2 separate regions of the Drosophila melanogaster genome follow, and region 2 is linked to region 1. A link is a contact called in public Hi-C data. All regions are on one chromosome and are shown on one strand. The core of a region is the stretch at or near the end of the contact, and the rest is flanking DNA. Distances in the headings are between cores, read along the strand shown. Region 1 holds the start of CG18131. Region 2 holds the start of Rab3GAP1 (RAB3 GTPase activating protein subunit 1).

What was found. Hi-C and Micro-C count contacts between places; a contact is called where the count stands out from the background.
Region 2: a contact with region 1 is called in a Hi-C map of the S2 cell line, with 2.5 times the contacts expected there. A contact is called at or near these places in 26 of 107 Hi-C or Micro-C datasets (the Clone 8 cell line, the D17-c3 cell line, the Kc167 cell line and 9 more) and 1 of 7 datasets of targeted methods (the Kc167 cell line).

Annotation. Positions count from the first base shown.
Region 1 is chr2L:1,497,878-1,503,368 of dm6, forward strand. It overlaps CG18131, which reads right to left and starts at 2,731. Exons shown (of 4, transcript NM_164422.3): 1 at 2,532-2,731; 2 at 2,237-2,325; 3 at 1,681-2,168; 4 at 578-1,544. The coding sequence starts at 2,315. The coding sequence ends at 789. CG7420 reads right to left here and starts at 5,027. Exons shown (of 4, transcript NM_001272942.2): 1 at 4,734-5,027; 2 at 4,056-4,307; 3 at 3,222-3,995; 4 at 2,907-3,159. The coding sequence starts at 4,751. The coding sequence ends at 3,037. It overlaps CG31661, which reads left to right. Exons shown (of 1, transcript NM_164420.2): 1 at 1-706. The coding sequence ends at 558. It also overlaps asRNA:CR44064.
Region 2 is chr2L:1,607,959-1,613,449 of dm6, forward strand. Rab3GAP1 (RAB3 GTPase activating protein subunit 1) reads right to left here and starts at 3,199. Exons shown (of 5, transcript NM_134764.3): 1 at 1,797-3,199; 2 at 1,528-1,700. The coding sequence starts at 3,113. It overlaps CG14352, which reads left to right and starts at 3,452. Exons shown (of 2, transcript NM_134765.3): 1 at 3,452-3,910; 2 at 4,048-4,618. The coding sequence starts at 3,550. The coding sequence ends at 4,442. It overlaps haf (hattifattener), which reads left to right. Exons shown (of 10, transcript NM_001272945.2): 10 at 1-1,431. It overlaps RFeSP (Rieske iron-sulfur protein), which reads right to left. Exons shown (of 3, transcript NM_001272947.1): 2 at 5,086-5,465; 3 at 4,471-5,030. The coding sequence ends at 4,812.

The DNA.
Region 1 (5,491 bases), core at 1,481-3,980:
ATGATTGACCAACAGTTGGTGGAGCAGCCAATTTTCTCGTTTCATCTGAAAAGTGGGTCCAGTGATGGGGGCTCCATGATACTCGGTGGATCGAACTCGAGTCTGTACTACGGTCCGTTGACCTATACAAATGTGACCGAGGCCAAGTACTGGAGCTTCAAGCTGGACTTCATAGCGGTCCATGGCAAGGGTTCCAGGAGCTCCCGCACGGGGAACAAGGCCATCATGGACACGGGAACCTCCCTGATCGTTGGTCCTGTCCTGGAAGTCCTCTACATCAACAAGGACATCGGAGCCGAGCACAATAAAACCTATAACCTGTACACCGTCGCCTGTGAATCGATTCCCCAACTTCCGATCATCGTCTTTGGCATTGCTGGCAAGGAGTTCTTCGTGAAGCCACATACCTACGTCATCAGGTACGATAATTTTTGCTTCTCCGCCTTTATGGACATGCTAGGCCTGCAGTACTGGATACTCGGTGATGCCTTCATGCGGGAGAACTATGTGGAGTTCGATTGGGCTAGGAGAAGAATGGGCATAGCACCGGCTGTATGAGGGGATTATTCATTTTATTATGACTATCACACCTTGCGTGATAAGTGAATTTATTTAAAAAAATATTCGGACTATAATTTGGTAAACAAATATTACCAATTGTATAAATGGCAATGACAGAAAAAAATTCAATTACATTGTAAAAGTTGGACAAATAAATGTGAATTGTTAATGGGCGTTAATTCCGATCGATTGGACATTAGGAAATCTGACCTCTTAGCTATTTGGTGTTACTTGTGGGTTCCAACTTGATGTTCCTTTCCATTTTGTGCGGTTTGCTGACCACCGTTGCCCCCATAAATGCCACGTGGCATGCGAGGCTGTTGCTGCTGCTGCTGCTGCTGCTGATGCAGCTGTTGCAATTGTCGCAGCTGCACTTGTTGCTGAAACTCCAGATTCTTGTAGATCATGGCTGCAGCAGCAGCAGCATTGTTAGGAGCCTGAGGTTGTTGCGGGGCAGCCTGTTGCGAGTGTTGCTGGTTGTGCTGCGAAGCTTGACGCAGATTTCGAGCGATCAATTGCTGATACAGCAGAGCAAAGTCCTTGGGATTGGCGTTGGACAATGCAGCTAGATCCCCGACACTTGGACGGTGAAGCTGCTGCTGATACTGCTGTTGCTGCTGCTGCTGCTGCTGCTGTTGCGGTGGTGGCTGTGGTGCCACCTGCTGCTGCTTTTGTGGCATGTGGATATGATGGTGGCTGCGTGGCGCATTCAACTGCGGCTGTGGCGGCGCTTGGTGTCGCATCTGATGGTAAAACTGGGGAAATGGTATCTCATTGAAATTTTTAACCGAGTTGCGATTGTGGCTTTCGGTGCCAAGTTGACGATGTGGCTGCTGCTGTTGATGTTGCTGCTGTTGCTGTTGATGTTTCTGCTGTTGATGCTGATGATGTTGCTGCTGATGATGTTGCTGCTGATGATGTTGCTGCTGCTGATGTTGCTGCTGATGCTGAGGGATCTGTCTTTGTTGTTGCTGAAAGCCGCTCTGAAACACAAAATAAATGTATGGCAGTTAGCATAGGATATTTATAGTATGTGAGATAGATACGCAATTCTAAACTATTTTCAAAAAAAACCCGATAACCGTTTAATAGATTCGCGCCTGGTTGCTCATAGCTTACCCCCGGCAAGTTGGAGGCAGCGCCTTCATGTTCCGGAGTAGCTTGTCTTCTTTCATATAGAGGCACCGACTTGACGGATCGTTCGTATCCCGGGTGGGAACTCCAAGCTTGACTCACCATCGGTTTCAGGCCCGCAAGGCAGCTGGCCATGTCCTTGGGAAAGTCAAGGAAGCTCTCCCCGAACAGGGAGTAGTTTTCGGCGGCCTTGAAGTAGTTATGAGTGCCGTTCTCCGGGTAACCGATGGTATCTCCGTAGAGAACGCGCTCCACCTCGGTTACGTAAATGCTGGCACTGTCGACGGCCGCTGGCTTGCTGACACTTTCGCTGGCCGCTGGCTTGCTGGCAGATCCCATTTCACACCCCGTTCCTGATTCGCATCCACTTGGAAAATTGGGCACAGCTTCCTCAGACGCCTCCACGAGACCCAGGGAAATGTCGTTGGATGTTACGCCCCATATTTTCTTGGCCAGCTGACTGGATATGTTGACTGAGGAGGGGTAAATTGGTAGCATTATAAGCATCAATGAGACCCTGAAGTTCACTCGAAAGTTCTACCTTGAGTGGCGGCCGCAGTCTCATCTTCGTCTAGGTCATTAGATATAAGCTGGCTCTTGTTGCTGGCATTCTCGGACATCGTGCGGCTTCTAAAAACATAAACTATAAATTTGGAGGAACGAACAATATGCCTGACTTCAATAAAGTTGATCAACCGTCGCCTGCTGTGTACCGCAGCTCACTGAATAAAAACAATAGAAAAGCCTTGGTAATCGAGCAAAAGCCCAGTCAATATGCACCCAGTTTGTTTATGAAGACTGGCTTGGATTACGCAGTAAACAATTAATTAACTTACCCCGCACCACAACGAACGTCACCTACTGGCGAAGTGAAGCAAGAAGAAAAGAAATGTGACCGGTAAAAAAGATTCTGGCATAAGGATGATGGGCAGCACTGGACTATTTTGCAACACTGATTGGTTGGTCTTAATGTTATTAAAGAAAAGCCTTCAGATATGGCAGTTAAATATGATATGACCATAATAAGAGAGTTCATTTAAATATCTAACTCATAATCGGAATATTTAGGAAACTATGTAAATATCAAATCATGTTCATACGTGTGACCGCAATGTGACCGTTCATATGTGTGTAGCCGCCCAACAAAGAGCTTCTAGTAAATTTAAATAAGTGCTTGACGTAAAAGTGTCATCAGAATTAGTATAATATATCAAGGATAACTCGGTTTATTTCACTATTTGTAGTTCCAACTCGTGCTTTTTCATTTCATCAATAACAGTAGTATTTTTATTTAAAAGTTTTAACAAAGCCGTACACGAACATTTTACAATGGGTCATAAGCTAAACCAGAAGGACATCACATGGACTTAAAGTTAGATTACGGGCTCTGTGATCGCGTAACAAAATCCTGCTCCTGCGCCGCACAATTTCACTGGTGGCAGTTGTAAAAGAGTTGGGGTGCAACTGGAAAAGTAAATTAATGTAAATATGTACTTATTTTTGTGGACTAAGGTCGGTTCCTACACATTTTCGGTGCTGTTGTTGCCGCAGTTCCCATGCTCGTTCCATCCCCAGGTGTAGACCTCTCCTGCCGTAGTCCTCAGTAGACCGTGCTCGGCGCCCATGTGAATTCTGGCAGGACCCTGATCCTCAGGAAGCTTCAGGCGAAGTGGCGTGGGTATTGCCTGCTGTTCGCTGAACGAACCCATTCCCAGCTGACCGTAGCAATTGCGACCCCATACGAGGATCTCGTTGTTTTTGAGCACAGCTGCATTGTGGGTCCAACCCACGGCCAACTGACGCACATCCTCCTCAAACTGAAAGGCGTTGGACTGGCCAAACTTGTTGTCACCCAAGGTAAGGATTCTTTTGGTGCTGCCTCCACCCGTTTCGCTTAGATCCGCGCACTTGAGCACCATGTGGTTCTGACCACTCGAAATGGAAACTATCCGCAGTTCGTTGGGATTGTGGACCTGTATCTTCACCGTATTGCAGCGGTGCAGGCAGGTGGCCGTGATATCCAGCTCGATGGGCGGAGGGTCCATAATCCTCAATCGTCCGAAAACGTAGATTTTGTTGTCTTGCGTAAGGACGGCACAGTGGCGCAGGCCGAAGCTGATCCTCTGGGCGGGTTCTTCGCGTGGAAGCTTTACTGGCATTGGTCTTCTCACGGCAGTAAAGCCGCGCTGACAAATTCCCAGCTGCTGAAAGGCATTGGAGCCCCAGACAAACAGGCGTTTGGTCAACGTGATGGCTCCCGAAATGTCCCAGCCACAGCTAATGGTTTCCACAGGAACATCCTGTAATTTTATTGTTAGAGATTATGGGTTTCTAGGAGAAGCGATCATAGGCTTACTCACCCCGAAGTATTCCGTGGGGATCATCTTGAACTCGCTGTGGCACTCCTCCGTGGAATCCAGTCCCAGTTGACCACGATTGTTCCATCCGCAGGCATGAATCCGTCCGCTTGTGTCGAGGATGAGAACATGGCCACCACCTCCACGAATCAAGCGAACCTGGGCGGGGGCGAAGGAGCACTTGGCCACCCGTTGCGGTGTCATGCACAATTCGGACTCAAAGCCAAGGCCGAGCTGGCCGTGAGAATTGGCACCCTAAGACATGGCGAAAAAAGGGGCGAGAACCCAAGCCAAGGAAATCACTCATTAATTTGCAATGCAAATGCACCGTGGCGATGTCTCTGTTTCTTTCTTGTCATACCCTTGCAGAGAGTAATGTAGTTTCAGACGCAAGTTGATAAGCAATTATCGTTAGAATGGCTAAGAGATATAAAGATATTAGGCTTCTCAGATAGGCTTTTTATATAGTATAAGAAAAGTGGTAAAACAATGATTTCGAAGGTTTAACGAGGACTTGAATGATATGTTATAGGAAGTACTACGTAGTAGTTGGCCTTTAGGTAAGATATTGGTTTTGGATCTACAGGTGGCACAGAGATACGATTAATTCGAACCAACTCGTTCTCTGCAAGGGTATTTCAGTGGTCGGCTCCTTATCGAGAGTTCTACTGCGGCTCCTACCCAGGCGTAAACCTCCATTCTGGTGACCACCAGTTGCTCGTTTCGCGCCGAACTTCCGGTTGCTGTTCGTCGCCGCGATTTTCCGGGTGATTTAATGCACCGCAGTCACGCCAGGAATGCGCCTGCTGATCCGATGGTTTCGACTCCTCGATGGCCTCCAGTTGGCTCCGAAAGCGCTGCTCTGCCTTTGCCAGCACATGTAAAACTGAGGCTTGGTTCTGCTTTGGATTTACTTTTATATTTCGCGTTCTATTAGTTTCAGCGTCGCATGCTAAAATGTAAACAATGCAAATGAGGCAGCGTTGCCAGATCTTGGCGCACAGCTGTTTGGCTTACATGACTCTGCTAGATAACAGACACATGTGTACTTTTTTTACTTTCCCGCCAATATGACATTTAAATTAGGATAACTGCTTAATATTTGTGCTCAGCGCCTCTCAGCAATATGTAATTAATATTTAAATCATAGCACGGCTGACCTCCTAGGACCCAACTAATAACACTTTGCTTCCATTTAATGTCTCATTTGGTTATGGCCATAACGATTATATAATCCCGCCGGATGGGCGTGAAAATCGTGTCAAGCGCATATAAATATATTCTAATTAAAAGCAATGGAAGTTCAGGGCGAAGGTTAAAGTGCATGCAATTTTAATTAAGTTTTAATTGTCGTGCTGGGCCATGTAAGCCACAATAGTTAGCCACAATGTGAGTTGGCCTAAGAAAAATGCAGTCGAGAGTTAATGAAATACGAGAGA
Region 2 (5,491 bases), core at 1,949-4,448, 110 kb after region 1:
CCAGTCCTATAAGGTGTAGTTAACCCGAACGTAATTCAAAGTTTAAAGGTTTTCAAGGTAGTTAAGAGCCAAATAACCAATTGCAGTAGGTCGAATTAACTTTTCACACACTTTCAAGCATTTCCACAACACTCTCTAGTCTAGAACTCTTATCACTTATCATTTGGCTCAATTCATTTACTTTCATTCTATGTTCGTCTCTCCCAGCTCCGAGCTAATCACCCATTCCAGTAGTTTTGAAGAAACCAACAATTTACTGCCTTTAGTTTAAATCACATTGAAGTCAGTTTAGACTCAGCTTCAGTTTCAGTTCGAAATCGATTTTAAGTCTCGTCTTGTTTTTATTTCGTTTGTACAGAAGCTTCAATCGAATATTTGCGTGCTAAGTTCTGTCTTATGTTTATGCTTTCTACTTTCAGTAAGATTTTAATAAAAGAATATATTACACACTTTTGGTTTTATTCACACTTTTTTGGTTTGTATTGCTTGCCAGTCGAGCGCCTGTACATCGATGTATATAGAAGTTTGTAGGCTTAAGCGTTCGAAACGATTTGGGTTCATCATTATCATAGCCTTAACATTATCATTGTCGTTGGAGGGACGCGTCCGGACAAACAGTCCGGTCCAGTCCGGGCGAAACACAGTTGACAGTTAACAATATTTAGTGCCCGTGGGCGGGACTCCCGCTGGGAGCCATAACAAGTCCATGTCTGGCACTAGATACTTAGTGCAGTAAGCTAATATCTACTCTATACTCTACACACTAGCCCTAAAACATAGTTATAGGCGAGGCTTTGAGCATTAGACCAGTAAGCACAATTTAGGTGGAAAACGGGAGCAATTATTTAGAACAGAAGTAAGCAAATACTCCAATAAAACTAGGCAATAAATTCAGAGAAAAAAAACTAACTAAATATGTTTCCGTTGAACGTTTCACTTTAAAGCAAGCCTAAGGAGAAGTAGAGGAACCAATATCCGCAATTAGCATAAGAAACTTTAAATCAAACTTAGTGTTAGCGTTTACAATTTAATTCAACTGCCTTAGCACACTGAGAAAAATGATAAAACGAAACGGGAGGAGAGCACGTGCTTAAATTTAGTTTAGCTGCACTGGAAGAAAAACGATAACCGAGCGATGAGCAATATTAACGATAATCGGTGACACCAAAACTGCCAGCCACAAAAATATATACATCCTTTAACTAGGAGAACAGTGGAGCACTTACCCCGAAAGGAGCTCCTCTCTAGGATAACACTAAAAACGAAGACACCAACCGATTTTGAGGAGATAACACCACCAATTCAACGCAGTTAGAGTTATAGTACACGATTCCATATTAAATGTGCGTTATACTGTTAAATGTAAATCCAATTCAAGTGTTAACTTTGCGGCTTCACAGATTAGCAACTAAATTTACTAGACAATTTACGAAACGTTTCGTTTTTGGTCCTTAGTTCGTACGCATCAAGTTCCGAATAAAGCATATTTTTGTTACTATCTGTCGGCTGATATGGCGTTTTACTTACCCGGGCACCATGAGCGAATTATCCCACAGCAAACGGAGCTGGCGGGTGAAGGCCGCCCATACCTGGGCCATGCCTTCGACGCTGCCTAGGTGGGCGTGGCAGGTGGCCAGCAGACAACTGAGGCGACAGACCAACGAATCGGGAACAGCACTCTTAATCCGCATGGGGTCGAACTGAAAAATGGCAAAAATGAGGTAAGAAGTATAGTTTAACTACAAAATGATTATTGGACTGCAGACTAGACTATCATTTCTCGAAGCTTCACTCACCTTATCCGTAAAGTTCTTTTTGGCGTAGGGGAACAACGCCATCTCGGGATGCATATCGGGGAACAGATACGCCAATAGCTCGCTCAACTCGCTTTCGGTCATGGGACCAGGTAGTCGCTTGGTTAATCCCGCCTGCGAGGGCAACTCAAAGCTGCGTTCCCTACGCTTGGTCAGCTTGTGCTCCGTAATGCGGTCCAAGGGATTTGACGCGGCCTCAGCTCCGCTGCTAGTGCCGGAGAAGTTTCTGCCCACAAAGGACTCCAGGGACCTGGTAACCTCGGCCACCGATTGGTAATCCCTTAGGCAGCAGGAGAGATAGGAAGAGGCCTCAACTGATAGGTAGATTTTTCCCAGCGGAGCTTTGGCGGGCACAAAGTCACTCCTCTGTTCGCTATCAAAGGCCACGTGCTCGGACAGCTCTGGCCAGGTGTAGACCAGGTAGATTTCCGTGCGGGACTCGGGCTTGTAGCCATGTGGGAGGGCACAGAACTGCTGTACTTCCAGATGCGAAACTTCTCCATCCACTACGATATCCTCGGAGCTGAGGCCGTGGTCGAAGGGCACGTACATGGGCATGCGGATGCGCATGGTGTCCAGAGCGTAGGTGGTGCAAACTGAAATCATGGCCGCCTGGGTGTAGGAAGTAGGCACCTTTTCCCTGAACAGGGTAAGCAAACCCATCAGAAACCGACATTCTGGCGGGGCTTTCTCCAGTCCAATCAGCCTGAAATTGGTTCTCAGAGCAGGAGCCAGGGCCACGCCCGTATAGTAGTTCCATTTGGGATCGTAGATCTGGACGAAGATGGGCACTAAGCTCTGAACTTCGGCAGACACAACGGCGACGGCGCTCAGGAAGAAGTTGAACTCCGAGGTGGACCTCATGTAGTTCAGAGTTGGATTCACGGGGTGCAGGACAATGAACCTCCTTAGCCCGTAGATCCTGGCCAGAATGTGCAGCTCCTGTGAGCTTCTTATTGGAGGACCAAAGCTATTCCCAGTGGACATGAGATCATGGTGGCAACTGGTGCGTTGCAGGCAGGTGATCTCCTTCGCCTCCGCTCTGACGAGTTCCTCATCCTCCAGTATGGCCTGGTGATACTCCACCTCAATGCCATTCCTCAACATGTCCAGCTTCTCCCGCTCCACCTTCCAATTGCAGCTGAAGATTTCTTCGGATTTAAGATTTCTGGTCTCGGAATCCGACGATACGTCCCATTTTTGAAGGATTTCGCCCAGCTGGGCGTTGAACACCTCCCAGTCGGAATCCGCACTGAAGTTCTCCCGGTAAAACTCGTTATCGTCGATTTCTTCGGCCATTTTACAGGAATTTAAAGGCGTAAATAAACAAAGGACAACAAACTAAAATCGTAGACAACAATGGACAGCGTTGCCAGAGCGTTGTGATCGGCCATATCAGCTGATGGTTAGGGCTGCCATCGGAAAGAGTGTTGGAAAGGAACCAAATTTTTGTTATTTATTTAAACTTAAAAATAACTTAAGGACCACCTATTTATATAAGTAGCTTGAAATTGGTCTTTTAAGTTGGCAAGTGCGCTCCAGTAATTCATTAATTATTTTGAACTAACGGAGCTTAGTATTTTTCTAAACGGACCGCCGAATTTGAAACTTTTCTTGTCATCCATCCCTGCTTAACATCAAAAGATCTGGCAACTCACGACTCGCAACCAAACAGCTTTTTGTTTACCAAATTTTTAATTTTGTCTTTGCGAAGGGAAATTTAATTACATACGCAATGTTTGCGGCTAAGCGAGTAAGGGCCCGTGCGAAGAACTTCACCATTGAGGAGGAGGAGATCCTGGAGAACCTGATCCTGGCGCATCGCGACGTGATCCGCAACAAGCAGAAGGATCCGGCCATTTGGAGGAAGAAATCGGAGGCGTGGAAGCAAATTGAGGCGGACTTCGCCATTCAGACCGGAATAGAGCGTTCTTGGCAGGCTCTGCGAGAGAAGTACACCAACAACCTGCGGATGATGCGAAAGAACGGAACACTGAGTGACGAGGAGGCAAAGACTGACAATGCATCAGATTCGGTGCAGAATTTGTCCATTTCGGGAGTTTCTTCGCTGGCTGCAGCTGCTGATAATGAAGAAAGTGAGTAAAGGATGGCAGGATCAAAAGCATGAACGTGGTAGTTGACAAGATGTACCTTAATAGTCTTACCATGATAGGTTCTTCTACAGCAATATTTCAGTGCTTTATCTCTAATAAACTCTAAAAACATCTTGCAGGTAGTACCTATTTCGAATCGGAATTGAACCGAAAAAGCCTCAGAAGCGCCTCTACCGAAGTCAAGCTCGTGCCGAATAACTCAAGCTACTCAGTTGACAGACCAAACTACTCAGCTCTGAATGTAAATGAAGAGTCAGTCGATGTGAGCTCAGAAGAGGATGCCACGAATACCCTGAAGGATGAAAAAGTCGTTCTGATCAGGCTGCAACAGGAGTACTATCGATGCGAAAACGCCCGGGCAGCCGAGAAGCACAAGCTTGAGATGGAGAAGCAGAAATACGAGCTGGAGCAGCGAAAGGTGGAGCTGCGCAATATGCGCCTGAAAAACGAACTTCTCGAAGCGGAAATACTCGAAAAACGACGCAAAGTCGCGCAAAGCAAGGCTTCATCCTAAGGAATTGCTAGCTAGGATAAGTTAATTTATTCTTGTCTTCATAATGTCAGTGCTCTTCAGTAATTACTATAGTCCTAGTTAAACAAAAGATTATCGAAAGAAACTCATGTACACTCCTTGATTTTTGAAACCAGAAGCAAACAATTACATCTTCAAAAGATTTAATAATGTCTGTCAAACTTCTAAAGATTCGTCTACATTTTAACAAGTAAGCTGGATTTAGGCTGCTGGATTTAAGCCCTTCACATTTATTCCTCCTCAGTTCGAATGAATTGCTCGTTTATGCTCGGTCGTTCTGTTTGGTTGTATTTATTAATTTACATCGATCCATTCACTATGCAGTTGGGGGCTTAAACGATAACAGCTCCTCTAGCCGACCACGAGAAGACCCTCGTTGGGGAACTCGTGGGTGGGCACCTCCAAGTTGAGGGGCGCGGGTCCCTTGCGGATCCTTCCGGAGGCGTCGTAGTGGGAGCCGTGGCAGGGGCAGTAGTAGCCACCCCAGTCGCCGGCGTTCGCGATGGGCACACAGCCCAGATGCGTGCACACTCCGATGACCACCAGCCACTCGGGCTTGATCACACGTTGCTAAAGAGGAAATGGGTAACAGCATTAGCGAATCGACCCACTCCACGGTACCTACATCATCAGCCTCCGGATCGCGCAGCGTGGATGTGGGCACATTTCGCTCGGTCTCGATTTCCGCGGCCGTGCGGTGGCGGATGAACAGGGGCTTTCCGCGCCACTTGAAAGTAACCGACTTGCCCTCCGGGATGTCGGACAGCTTGATCTCGATCTTGGCCATGGCCAGCACTTCGGCGGAGGCGCTCATCGATCCGATGAAGGTGTTAACCAGGCCCTTGGCCGCATAGGCACCGCCCACGGCTCCGGCGCCGACCATCAAGTAGGAGAAGGCCTTGCGCTCCTCGGCGGTGTCGTTGCGACGACGACTGTCCTTCACGGACTCCCGGCGGTATGCCGAGAAGTCTGGCACCTGCAGGTCGGTGTGTGCCTGGCGATTGGCTGAAAGGAAGGAGGGAATCATTAAT